Linked DNA regions of Zea mays: region 1 is linked to region 2. A link is a contact called in public Hi-C data. All regions are on one chromosome and are shown on one strand. Each heading gives the region's core, a stretch centred on a gene start, on an enhancer-like site or on the middle of the called end of the contact. The rest is flanking DNA. Distances are from core to core; before and after follow the strand shown. Region 1 holds the start of LOC103650637 (probable methyltransferase PMT26). Region 2 holds the start of LOC100192900.

Region 1 (5,776 bases), core at 1,770-4,269, 360 kb after region 2:
GGACGGCGGCGCTTCGATTCCTGGGAAAGTGGGAAACGTTACCTGGGAATCGTGGTTAGGGTTTCGAGATGTGCATGGAGCTGCGCAAGCGCAACGGATCCGAACAGATCCGGCCATGCCGCATCAGCTGGAAGCCTGGAAGAGACGGTGGCGGGCTAGCTAGAGGCGGGATCCAGGTCGCGTGGAGCGGCGGCGGACCGCGGACGAGGGACGGAGAGGGAGGCGAGCGAGAGAAACGAGAGGTCTCTGGAGACTTGGAGAGGTCGGGAGGGAAGTAAATGCCGCCGCTGAGCTGAGTCGCGCGTAACCCTAAATGCGAAATGGGTCACCGCGCCGCGCGTCCGCGCTTCGGGCTATTCCCGTGCCGTGCTGACCCGGGCACGGCCCAATCTCCCGTGTCGGGTCGTATGGGCCGTCGGGCCGAAATGGAAAGCACGGCCCAGCACGATGCACGTGCCGTGCTGGCCCGGCTATTTAACTCCCGTGCTGGGTCGGGCTTCGTGCTTACAAAACCGTGCCGGGCTCGTACCGGCCCAATGGGCACGGCCCAGACTTGCAGGACTATATATAGGGAGCTGGAGCAGAGGAGGTAGCGTCGACGCGGGAAGTCGCTGGTGCGGTCAGCGTGGTGGGTATCTCCGTCTGTCTTTTTTTTTCTTTTGCATATTTTTTCCCGTTTCATTCAGTTCGTTTCGGCGGCAAAATACCCTATACTACTACGACGCCAGAGCGGACATAGTAATATTTGGATTTCTGCTCTGTATTTGGTGGAACCGATTTTGGAATATCTAGATGGTGTGCCAGAGCGGACATAGTAATATTTTGGTTTTTTTCCCGTTTCGTTCAGTTCGTTTTTATTTTTAATTCCACTCAATTCTTAGGACCCAAACATGGTCTTATGGTGGTAAGTTGGTAGTAACAAATATTTCTAAAAGACGCTAAAAAACAGTTGTGTGAAACTGAACAAGAATCCTACTAAACATGCCCTCAACTTTACCACTAGTTCTGTCTTCTGTGATCGCTGCATGTTTTACGCTCTGCATCTCAGGTGAATCCGCCGTGTTAGAAGAAAGCGCACACAGTGAATCAGTCACCTCCACGCACGCAAAGTTGACAGGAGGGGTGCGCAGGAAGGAGGAAAAAAAAGTGCACACGCGCACGAAAAAAGGTGGTCAACCTGCTCCCCCTGCACGCGTCAACTATGAATTTCTGCCAATGCTCCCCCTGCACGCGTCAACTATAAAGCTTCTCGATCTCTCTCTCTCTCTTCACGAAATGGACTCTAAAAATTCTAGATGTGGCTGATGTATAGTAGCATCTCCAAGAATGTGCTCTATACTTGTGCCCTATAATTTAAAACACCGTTTCATTTAAAGAGTTTAGGTCATTAAAAACATTTTATCCTCCAACAATAAACCTTTTATTGAGCCCTGTAATTGAAATCAGTTTTCTTTCTGTGTTGGACGTGCTTTTGACACCTAGCTAGTTTGCCTCCACCGCACTAGGAACGGGAGAACCTGTCCTCCCACCGAGAAAGAGCCAAGTCTGCCCTGCCAAGGAGCGCCCATACGCGCCGGCGCCCCAATAAGGCCCTGGATCTGTGCAGCTGGGACTGAAAGAGGGGCAGCGGCGCTGGTGGAAAGTAGGGCGATGGAGATCCCATTGAGAGCATGTTTGGTTCGAGGAGATTAAATTCTTCCTTAATCAAAATTAAATAGAAGGAGATTTAACCCTCTCTTCCACTATCCATTTCGATCCAGACGTAATCGAACAAGGTCTAATAGTGGCAGTGTGTGGAAGGTGTGGGTGGTGTCAGTCGGTGCAAGGAGAAGCTGATGGTGATCTAGAGGAATATGAGGGTGGCAGCGGTCGAAGCATTCTGAGGACTCCGGCCTGATGAACAAAGATCACAGTGGCGATCGTTAGAAAAATTAATAGGAAGCGGAGATAGGGCAGCCCGAGGGGTGTCCTATACTTGAGGCACTCTAGACCCTGCCCTATTTATTTTTGACGAAAATTAATAAAATGATGCACCGTTAGAATTGTATTTTGAATGTTGTGCCTTATATTTTAAAATAGAGCACCTATTTAAGGCACGGTTGTATATATGTTCTAAAACTGGAATGCTGTTGTTTCCTGTCAGGTTAAAGTTCTGGGTTAATTGGCTTACGACTAATGCGTACAAACCAAATACAATGCTGACCACTTTCAAGGATCGATGACCAGCAAAATCTTGTAAATTATAAGAGGTAGATAGTAGCTCAATAGAAACTAATCCCTTTCATTCTAAGCTATAAGAGCATCTCTAAGAGACACTCTATTTTCGACTCTCTATATGACACTCTATTTACCTCTTCATAAAGATTACATTCTATATGTAGCATCTCACTCCAACAGACTTTCTATTTAGTTTGGCTAGTCAGCGGCTAGCTAAATTTGGCTAGAGAGGGAGCTAATTTGAAGAGCCGGATAGCTTAGCAAGTTGGATGACTAGTCTGTTTGAGAGTTATTTTGCTATTAAGTAGCTAAAATTTAGCTTGCTGAGTCATTTGATTAATCTCTTGGAGATGCTCTAAGTCATTTGGACTTATCTCTCTCTGTACTGAGAGATAGCTATGTTGAGACACGTAAGAAATGAATATACTATCTATAAAGCAAAAATAATTTCCATTTAAATAAATCTAAACATCACAATAGTTTCGGTTCTATAACCCCTTGCTTAATTTGGAGCCAGAATTGTCCCCAGGTATTCTACCTTTTTTTTAAAAAAAAGTAAAATAACTCGAGTTTGGCCAAATCGTGACATGGTACACATGAAGATGAAGATAGGGTTTGAGTGTGTGATTTAGTAGGGCTAAGAGTGCACGCCTATTTGTGTTGCATGTAATTCGGGGCAAAAGAAGAAAAAAAAAGGAGTGCTGCGTTAAAGAATGTATCCATGTCTCGGTGGATTTATATTTAGGCCTGCAGCGAGCAGCGATTTTTTTTTAAAAAAAAACAAAATTCTATTCCATATTCTGCAGTGCAAATAAAAAAAGGCATTTCTCCACGGCGCCCCGGCGTTTGCACGCATGGCGAGATGGCGCCATGAAACCGGGGAGAGACGCTCGTGGTCGCCTCCATTTCTCCTCACTTGCCGCTACCTAGCATCGCATCCCCTCCACCCAAGCTCGATCGATGACCAATAAAAGAAGCTTGAGATCGGCTCCTGCATGGCCGGTTGCGTGTCGCTGGGGGAAATAGAATAGAAAGAGGCTAGATTTGAGGTCGCTGCGTTCTCACCACCCTCTCCACTTCTGAATTGAAGAACCTACGATCCGTTCCACAACCGGGCAGCGGTTTGTTCCGTGCTGCAAATTAGATCGAGAGGCCATCTTCTTCATCTCAGAGTTTCGCCGTCGGTTGGTTCCCGGAGCCGCGCCATTTCTCGACCCAATTTTGTTTCAGGTTTCATTGACGACGTTGCAGTGCTCAGGTTTCCGCATTTCGATTTCGACTTTTGAATCGCTCTGAAACTGCTTGCGTGCGTGCGGGCGTGCGTGTCTGACTCTCTGTTCATGTGTTCATCGCTTGTTCAGATTCCTCTCTTTCTCTGTTTTCTCTGGACATCACGGTTTCTGACGTCTCGGCATCCTTGTTGCATGAATCTGCAGGCAGTGTGATCCCGGACTGTGCATGAGCTAGCTGAAAAGGGAAGGGGATTCCAGAGATGCCGTTGTTCGAACGGGATCGCTACCAGAGGCTGGACGGCGTGGGCGCCCGGAGGCCGCCGCCGCCGCCGTCGTCGTTCTGCTCGTCGGCAACCGTCGTCGTCTTCGTGGCGCTCTGCCTCGTCGCCGCGTGGATGATGGCGTCGTCCAACAACATCGCCGTCACCGTAACGCCAGAGAACAACTCGGGGGCCAAGGACCAGGACGGGTCCGTCGACGTTGGCGGCGACACGCGGCAGGCGAGCGACGAGGTGGCGGACACTGGCAGCGGCACGCAGTCGACGGAGGTGAGTGGGGACGCAGGCAAGAAAGATGATCGTAGCGGTGGCGACGCTTCGCAGACGAAGGAGGACGCTGATGGGGACACCGACAACAAAGATGGTGGCGACGCTTCGCAGACGAAGGAAGGCGCTGATGGCGACACCGGCAACAACAAGGACGACGGCGCTGGCGCCACGCAGACGGCCGAACCTGTCACTACTGTCGGCAACGACGTCAACCAGAGCGACGTCACGGGGAGAACGGATGCGACAGCCAACGGCACTACCAGAGGCACGGACGCAGAGGACTCCGGAGAGCCAGACAGCGGCACCGTTGCCGAGGGCGACACACCGGCCAGGAACCAGACTTTCTCCGACGAGAACGGCAAGACGGAGGGCGGCGAGGTGGCGAAGCCGGAGGACCCCGACAAAAAAGTCGAGCAGAGCGCCGAGCAGACGGCGATCGATGGCAACACTACCACAAGCGGACAGGATCAGGACGAGAACAACACCGACAAGAACACCAACGAAACCGGCGGCCAGGCTGACAAGAGGGAGGAGGAGGCGTCCACTGACGACAAGAGCACCGGCGGCCAGGCTGACAACACTACTGTACAAGAGGCATCCACCACTGACGATAACAGCACCGGCGGCCAGGCTAACAATAGCACCAAGGAGACACCGACAGAGTCAAAAGAGACCGTTGGCGGTGACGACGGCACGGCCCAGAGCCAGACGAGCTTCGACGACATGAATGGCAGTACGAACGACTCGCAGCCCATGAAAGAAGACGGGAAGGTCGCCGAGAATAGCTCCGATGAAACTGCCAGCGGCGGCAAGGTGGAAAGCACAGACGACGACGCGACAACCGGCGCGGCGTCAAACAACGCAACTTCCGGAGGCCAGAACGTCGCGGCCGAGACCATGGCATTTGCAGCCGCGGATGATGGCGCCAACGGCAACATCACTGAAAACAGCTACGCAACGAACAGCAGCGCCACGACTGAAGGGAAGATACCGACGGTTGGAGAAGGAGACGCGGCAGAGAAAGCCGACCTGCTGCCGAGCGGGCAGGCGGAGCTGCTGAACGAGACGGCGTCGGCGGTGGCGGAGAACGGCGCGTTCCCGACCCAGGCGGCGGAATCGAGCGAGGAGAAGGAGGCGCTCGCAGGCAAGAACAAGAAGAAGAACCAGAAGAAAAAGAAGCAGAAGAGCAAGGACCAGGGCGCCGCCTCTGGCGAGACGGCGGAGGGGAAGGAGACGTACGCCCACACCTGGAAGCTCTGCAACGCGAGCACCGGCGCGGACTACATCCCGTGCCTGGACAACGAGGCGGCCATCAAGAAGCTCAAGAGCACCAAGCACTACGAGCACCGGGAGCGGCACTGCCCCGCCGACGCGCCGGCGTGCCTCGTACCGCTCCCGGAGGGCTACCGGCAGCCGATCCCGTGGCCATACAGCCGCGACAAGATCTGGTACCACAACGTGCCGCACACTATGCTGGCGTCCTTCAAGGGGCACCAGAACTGGGTGAAGGTCTCCGGCGAGCACCTGACGTTCCCCGGCGGCGGCACGCAGTTCAAGCACGGCGCGCTGCACTACATCGAGGTGATCGAGGAGGCGCTCCCGGAGGTGGCGTGGGGCCGCCGCAGCCGCGTGGTGCTCGACGTCGGCTGCGGCGTCGCCAGCTTCGGCGGCTTCCTGTTCGACAAGGACGCGCTGACCATGTCGTTCGCGCCCAAGGACGAGCACGAGGCGCAGGTGCAGTTCGCGCTGGAGCGCGGCATCCCGGCCGTCTCCGCCGTG
Region 2 (5,485 bases), core at 153-2,652:
CTTGGCGCAGGTTGAGGCGTAGTCTGGTACGTTGTCGTGCATATAGGTGTATGGACGGTGTCGTCCTGTCCCCTCCGCCTGTTCCACCACCACCACCTTGGTAACACACAGGGAGCAGTAGGAGTCATAATGAGGGGCACCCATGTGGCGCATTGAGTCAATGGTCTTGCCTTGGTAAGGCGTGGATAACAGTGTAGTCCATGCATTGCAGACTAGGCGCGTCGCGTGCATTTAATGCAGGGCGCCCGCCACCTGCCATTGGCGCGGGCAAGCGTGCATCCTGTTCGCACTTAATGCTGGTGGGCCCCATGTCAGAGGCTAGCGACTTATGTCATGCATCCTCGGCCACGCGTCGGCACCGGACCTCTGCCTGGGTAAGGAGCAGACCCGGGAACGTGTGGTGACATGGCACCCTCGGACCTCCCCTGACTAGGGTCCGAAACATGCTTAAGGGGGTCCGGGCTCCACCCGTAATGGTCCGGACACATGGCGGCACAGGACCTCACTTGGCTTGAGGTCCAAATGACACATGTGGGGTCCAGAACCACTCCTAGGGGTCCGGAACCGATCTTGTAGTCAAGAGAGTGCTTTTACTCTAGGGATATGGAACTGCTCTGAACCCCCTATCTGTGGATCCGGTGGGCCCATGTGGAGGTCCCGGTCCTGACGTGGGGACCCAGACCCTATGGTCGAAGTTGCTAATTACTCCCTTCTATGGGACTTGTGGTGATGTTGGTCCAGCCCACGAAACGAGCCCAGCTGGCCCAAAGCCACATATGGTGGGCCCCAGCCATGAGTCGGGCTGGACATTAATGTCTTCCACTACATGTTGTTGTTGTTGTTGTTGTTGTTGTTGTTGTTTCTTCCTGTAGAAGCTACAATATATCTTTCCAAGCAAGCTATATTAACATGTAAGGTGGGCATCATCCACCATGATTGTGTCCGTACGCAGTTTTAGGGACAATGAGTATTGCCATTTGAATATAACCGCTTGGTTTACAACATACCAAATAAATTAAATTGTAACATGAAAATTGTAACCTAAGTATGTATACAAGTATGTGTATAGTATGCATGTCTTAATTGGCACATATATGGTTCAACAAATGGTTAAATATATGTGTTAGTTGGTGTAGGGGAGATAAATAAGGAGAATGGTGGGAGACATAATGTAAGTAGAAGAGTATCTTTCATGAGGGTGTATTAAAATATAATAGAAAGTATATACATATAGTTGAATAGGGGGAATATTGGAAGTTAGTCTAATAAGATATATATCTAACCCAATAATGTATTGATATTTTAAATTAATGCTTAAAATGAAAAATAATGTAGGCACCAAGGGGGAAAAAGGAAAGAGTATTGGCGCAAACCTTGGGCTTGCTGGAGCAATCCCCAAAGCCGGGTTAGCAGCAGGAGCGACGAGCCCAAACCTTCCTACCCCTCGTCGTCCTCGGCTAATCCGCCGCGCCTCCGATACTCCCAAGGCAGCGCCCGCCAGCTGCAACAACAGCATCAGCAAGCGAGGAGTAGCCACCAGCCCACCACGATCTCATCAGACTCCTCTCAAATCCTCCCGCCCACTCTCCATTTCCCTCCCCTCCCCCGCCACCCTGCAATGGCCGGTCTCCTCCACCTCCAGTCCACGCTTCTCCCATCGGCGTCCGCGCTCCGCCGCCGTGCAGGCGTGCCGGTGCCATCCTCGTCCCGCCGCCGATGCCGGATTGAGGCCAAGATCCGGGAAATCTTCATGCCAGCGCTCAGCTCCACCATGACCGAGGGCAAGATCGTCTCCTGGACCGCCGCTGAGGGCGACCGCCTTGCCAAGGGCGACCCCGTCGTCGTCGTCGAGTCCGACAAGGCCGACATGGACGTCGAGACCTTCTACGACGGCTTCCTCGCCGCCGTCCTCGTGCCCGCTGGCGACTCAGCGCCCGTCGGCTCCGCCATCGCGCTGCTTGCCGAGTCAGAGGAGGACATCCCAGTGGCCCAGTCACAGGCTGCCTCCTTCTCCTCCACGTCCCCCTTACCGTCGCCTCCGCAAGAAACTGCTGCTCAAGAAGCATCCCCTTCCCCGCCGCCACCTCCTCCCCCAGGGCCGGTGTCAGTCTCTGCTCCCACGCCGCCTTTGCCAGCAACACAAGGCGAGCGTGTGGTTGCTTCACCCTACGCCAAGAAGCTCGCCAAGGACCTCGGCGTTGATCTTTTCTCAGTCACGGGGTCAGGCCCCTGTGGGCGAATTGTGGCCAAGGATGTCGAGGCTGCGCTTGCTGCGCCCAAGAAGGCCGCACCAGTGACTGCTCCACGGCCGGATGTGCCATTGGGGTCGACGGTACCATTCACGACAATGCAGGGTGCTGTCAGCAAGAACATGGTGGAGAGCCTTGCCATCCCGACATTCAGGGTCGGATACACCATCACAACTGATGCTCTTGATCAGCTCTACAAAAAAGTGAGCATCTTTGCACAATGTTTAGGACCATTGTTTTATGAATATGATGATTGGATAAAGGGGTAAGCTCGCATTTTCGTTTTACAGATTAAGTCGAAGGGGGTTACAATGACAGCACTGTTGGCTAAGGCGACAGCAATGGCGCTGGTTCAGCATCCTGTGGTGAACTCCAGCTGCAGGGATGGGAAGAGCTTCACCTACAGCAGTAGTATCAACATTGCCGTGGCAGTGGCCATAGATGGTGGGTTGATTACACCAGTTCTTCAAGATGCTGATAAGGTCAAACACTTTACCATGCACAATGAGTGTTGATATTTTTGATGATTTTTTTTAAATAAATGGTTACTTGCTGGTTTATGCAGCTTGACATTTATTCATTGTCAAGGAAATGGAAAGAGTTAGTTGATAAGGCGCGAGCAAAGCAGTTGCAGCCCCATGAGTACAACTCTGGTATTTCTTTGCTTCATACACAAATCTGAATACGCAGCACATTGTTGTGTATCTTTTCTAATGTTTTGAATAAGATTGTATACTTACAGAGATTCACTTATTAGCAGCAGGATAAAAGAATCTGGTGGTTGCTAGATATTTTTGGTACAATTTACCCTAGCTAAATCTGCTATACGATCAAAAAAAGATGCAATCCTCTGTGTTGTATATGCTTTCTGACTCATATCAAATATGATACCAGATACCTGACAAACTGTACAATTACCAGGGTACAAATACAGTTTCATTTTGTATAACTTGAGTCCATAGTCACAAAGTTCCTAGATCGATAGGGTCGAGGAACGTGGTATGCTACATGTGAGAGATTTTTACATGGTGGGAAAGAAAATGACCCTGCGTACCGGGTCGGGAACGACGTTCCCGGGTCGAGGGTCACTACCACTGTACCCGTTGCTTGTGGCTATGTTGAGTCATTTATAGAAAAGGTTTCGCCCCATCTGCAGTAGGTCGCCTGATTCTTAAACTTTCTGATACCATCACCTACATTGCTCCGCTGCACCTTGCCACCAATTGGAGATTTGGAGCTCTCTTGGACTATTGAATGTCACAGCCTAATACAGCTCTATGCTTCCTGCTCATTACTTAATACGAGTGCAATCCTCTTCATGTGGAGAGGAAAGGGATTAACTGCTACAAACTGCTTATGGTTACTTGAATAAGTACATATCATGTTGTCATAAGCGTTTTACTTTGACAATATTTTGTACCAGGTAAACATATAGAACATGGTGATCGGTGTCAATACTCAATATTAAGGATGGTGCTCTTTATTAATGATAATTTCTGTATCATATATATATATATATATATATATATATATATATATATATATATTGTGATATCCATTATCATGGTCTAATTTTAGATAATTTATTACCAATGTTTAAGTTTTCTCCATGCCTCTAGTCTAATCAATTTGCATTCTCCTAATCCAATCACAATTTTGTTATCAGTCTCGTAGGCCAGAAGTGTTTCTTCTAGCTGTGACTTAGTGCTTTTCTTGGATGTGGCCTTCTCATAATATAATCTAGGAGTTTGGCCAAACAATAATCTTGGATGTGACTCAATTTTGTTAGCTTGTCAGCACATGCTCCATAGTCCATATTAGAAGTGTCTTTTGTGGAGGGAAGTTATGCACTGAGACATCTCATCTCACTTGTAAGGTTAAGAAAACTAAGATATCATCAAGTCAATTATTAGTTTATTTTCTTTTATCTAATGTTGCTGGCTTGGAGCGAGCCTCCTCACAGCAGAGCAGAACTTTCTGGAGTAAATATGAAGATGGAGGGTAGGCCATAGAAACAGTGAAATGATTTGTATTGGCTTTAACCAATTGACTAAAGTTTTTTGGATCATTTAAGCCTTATGTCCATTGATAGCCTCTTGGTGTTAACCAATAACCACATCAAACATGTAGAATACGGTGACCATGTTCTTTTGTGTATGCTAAGAACTGCACATGTTCATTCTGCAGGCACGTTTACTCTCTCGAATCTTGGTATGTTTGGAGTTGATAGGTTTGATGCAATACTGCCACCTGGAACTGTAAGATGCACAGTTTATTTTATTCTCCATTTCTATTTTTCATGCAGTGCTGTATACCTTACTGAAATATGTGGGTTACTAAATACAGGGAGCAATCATGGCCGTCGGGGCATCAGAACCCACCATTGTTGGTACAAAAGATGGTAGAATTGGGATCAAGAATCAAATGCAGGTAAGTTTCTTGTGCCTGGCGGAACATGTCCTTTCGTGCCAACTATTTTTTGTTTGATGGTTTTCTTTTTGCTTGATTTTACACTTCCGCTCACCTGATCAATGCATGTAGGTAAATGTTACCGCCGATCATCGGGTTATTTATGGAGCTGACCTTGCTGCTTTTCTGCAAACACTTGCCAAGATAATTGAGGATCCCAAGGATCTTACATTCTGAATGTCCCAACTGATTGTTTTTCCCTGAGGCAATCAAAACCGGGTGCTTCTTACCTATCAGTAGATGTGTAGTTTGTCTTCTGTTTATGTGATTAGGTGTTTTAAGCTGTCACCAATGTCAGCATCAGGTAAATTTTCCCTGTTGGTTACCTTATTATCATCGGTTTGTGTTTCAATAAAATTCTTTTTTTTGTCTTGCTTAACTAAAATAGGTGTATCTACCATTTTTACTGGACGTTTCATGGATAGTGGATTTTGTTGAGCTCCTCAATGTACCGTATCCTTGTGGGATACAAAGAATGAAATGTACCTTGTACCACCCTGTGGTTGATTTCTCATGCTTGTCAAACAGAAATATGGTTGACGCTCTTGCAAGGGTGCTGACGCTATATCTTCAGGGAGATCTGTAAAAACGGGTCACATATCTGTTTGTTTTACATGTGAAGGAGACGGATCATGGTTTCTCCAAACCACTCCAATATGCCAAGGCTGTAGGGTATCGGATATCCTGACCTGCTGTTGTACATTCCTGGGATAGCACAAGGTAGCGTCCTCCATTTTTTTTGTGTGCAGAAAGCATTCCTATTTCAG

Evidence for each region. Hi-C and Micro-C count contacts between places; a contact is called where the count stands out from the background.
Region 1: a contact with region 2 is called in a Hi-C map of tassel, with 2.8 times the contacts expected there. The contact joins the promoter of LOC103650637 here to the promoter of LOC100192900 in region 2. A contact is called at or near these places in 3 of 25 Hi-C or Micro-C datasets (bundle sheath, ear and tassel).

Annotation. Positions count from the first base shown.
Region 1 is chr3:141,296,375-141,302,150 of Zm-B73-REFERENCE-NAM-5.0, forward strand. LOC103650637 (probable methyltransferase PMT26) reads left to right here and starts at 3,020. Exons shown (of 6, transcript XM_008676204.4): 1 at 3,020-3,401; 2 at 3,654-5,776. The coding sequence starts at 3,710.
Region 2 is chr3:140,935,796-140,941,280 of Zm-B73-REFERENCE-NAM-5.0, forward strand. LOC100192900 reads left to right here and starts at 1,403. Exons shown (of 6, transcript NM_001138087.1): 1 at 1,403-2,452; 2 at 2,540-2,731; 3 at 2,815-2,902; 4 at 4,437-4,507; 5 at 4,596-4,679; 6 at 4,791-5,212. The coding sequence starts at 1,619. The coding sequence ends at 4,895.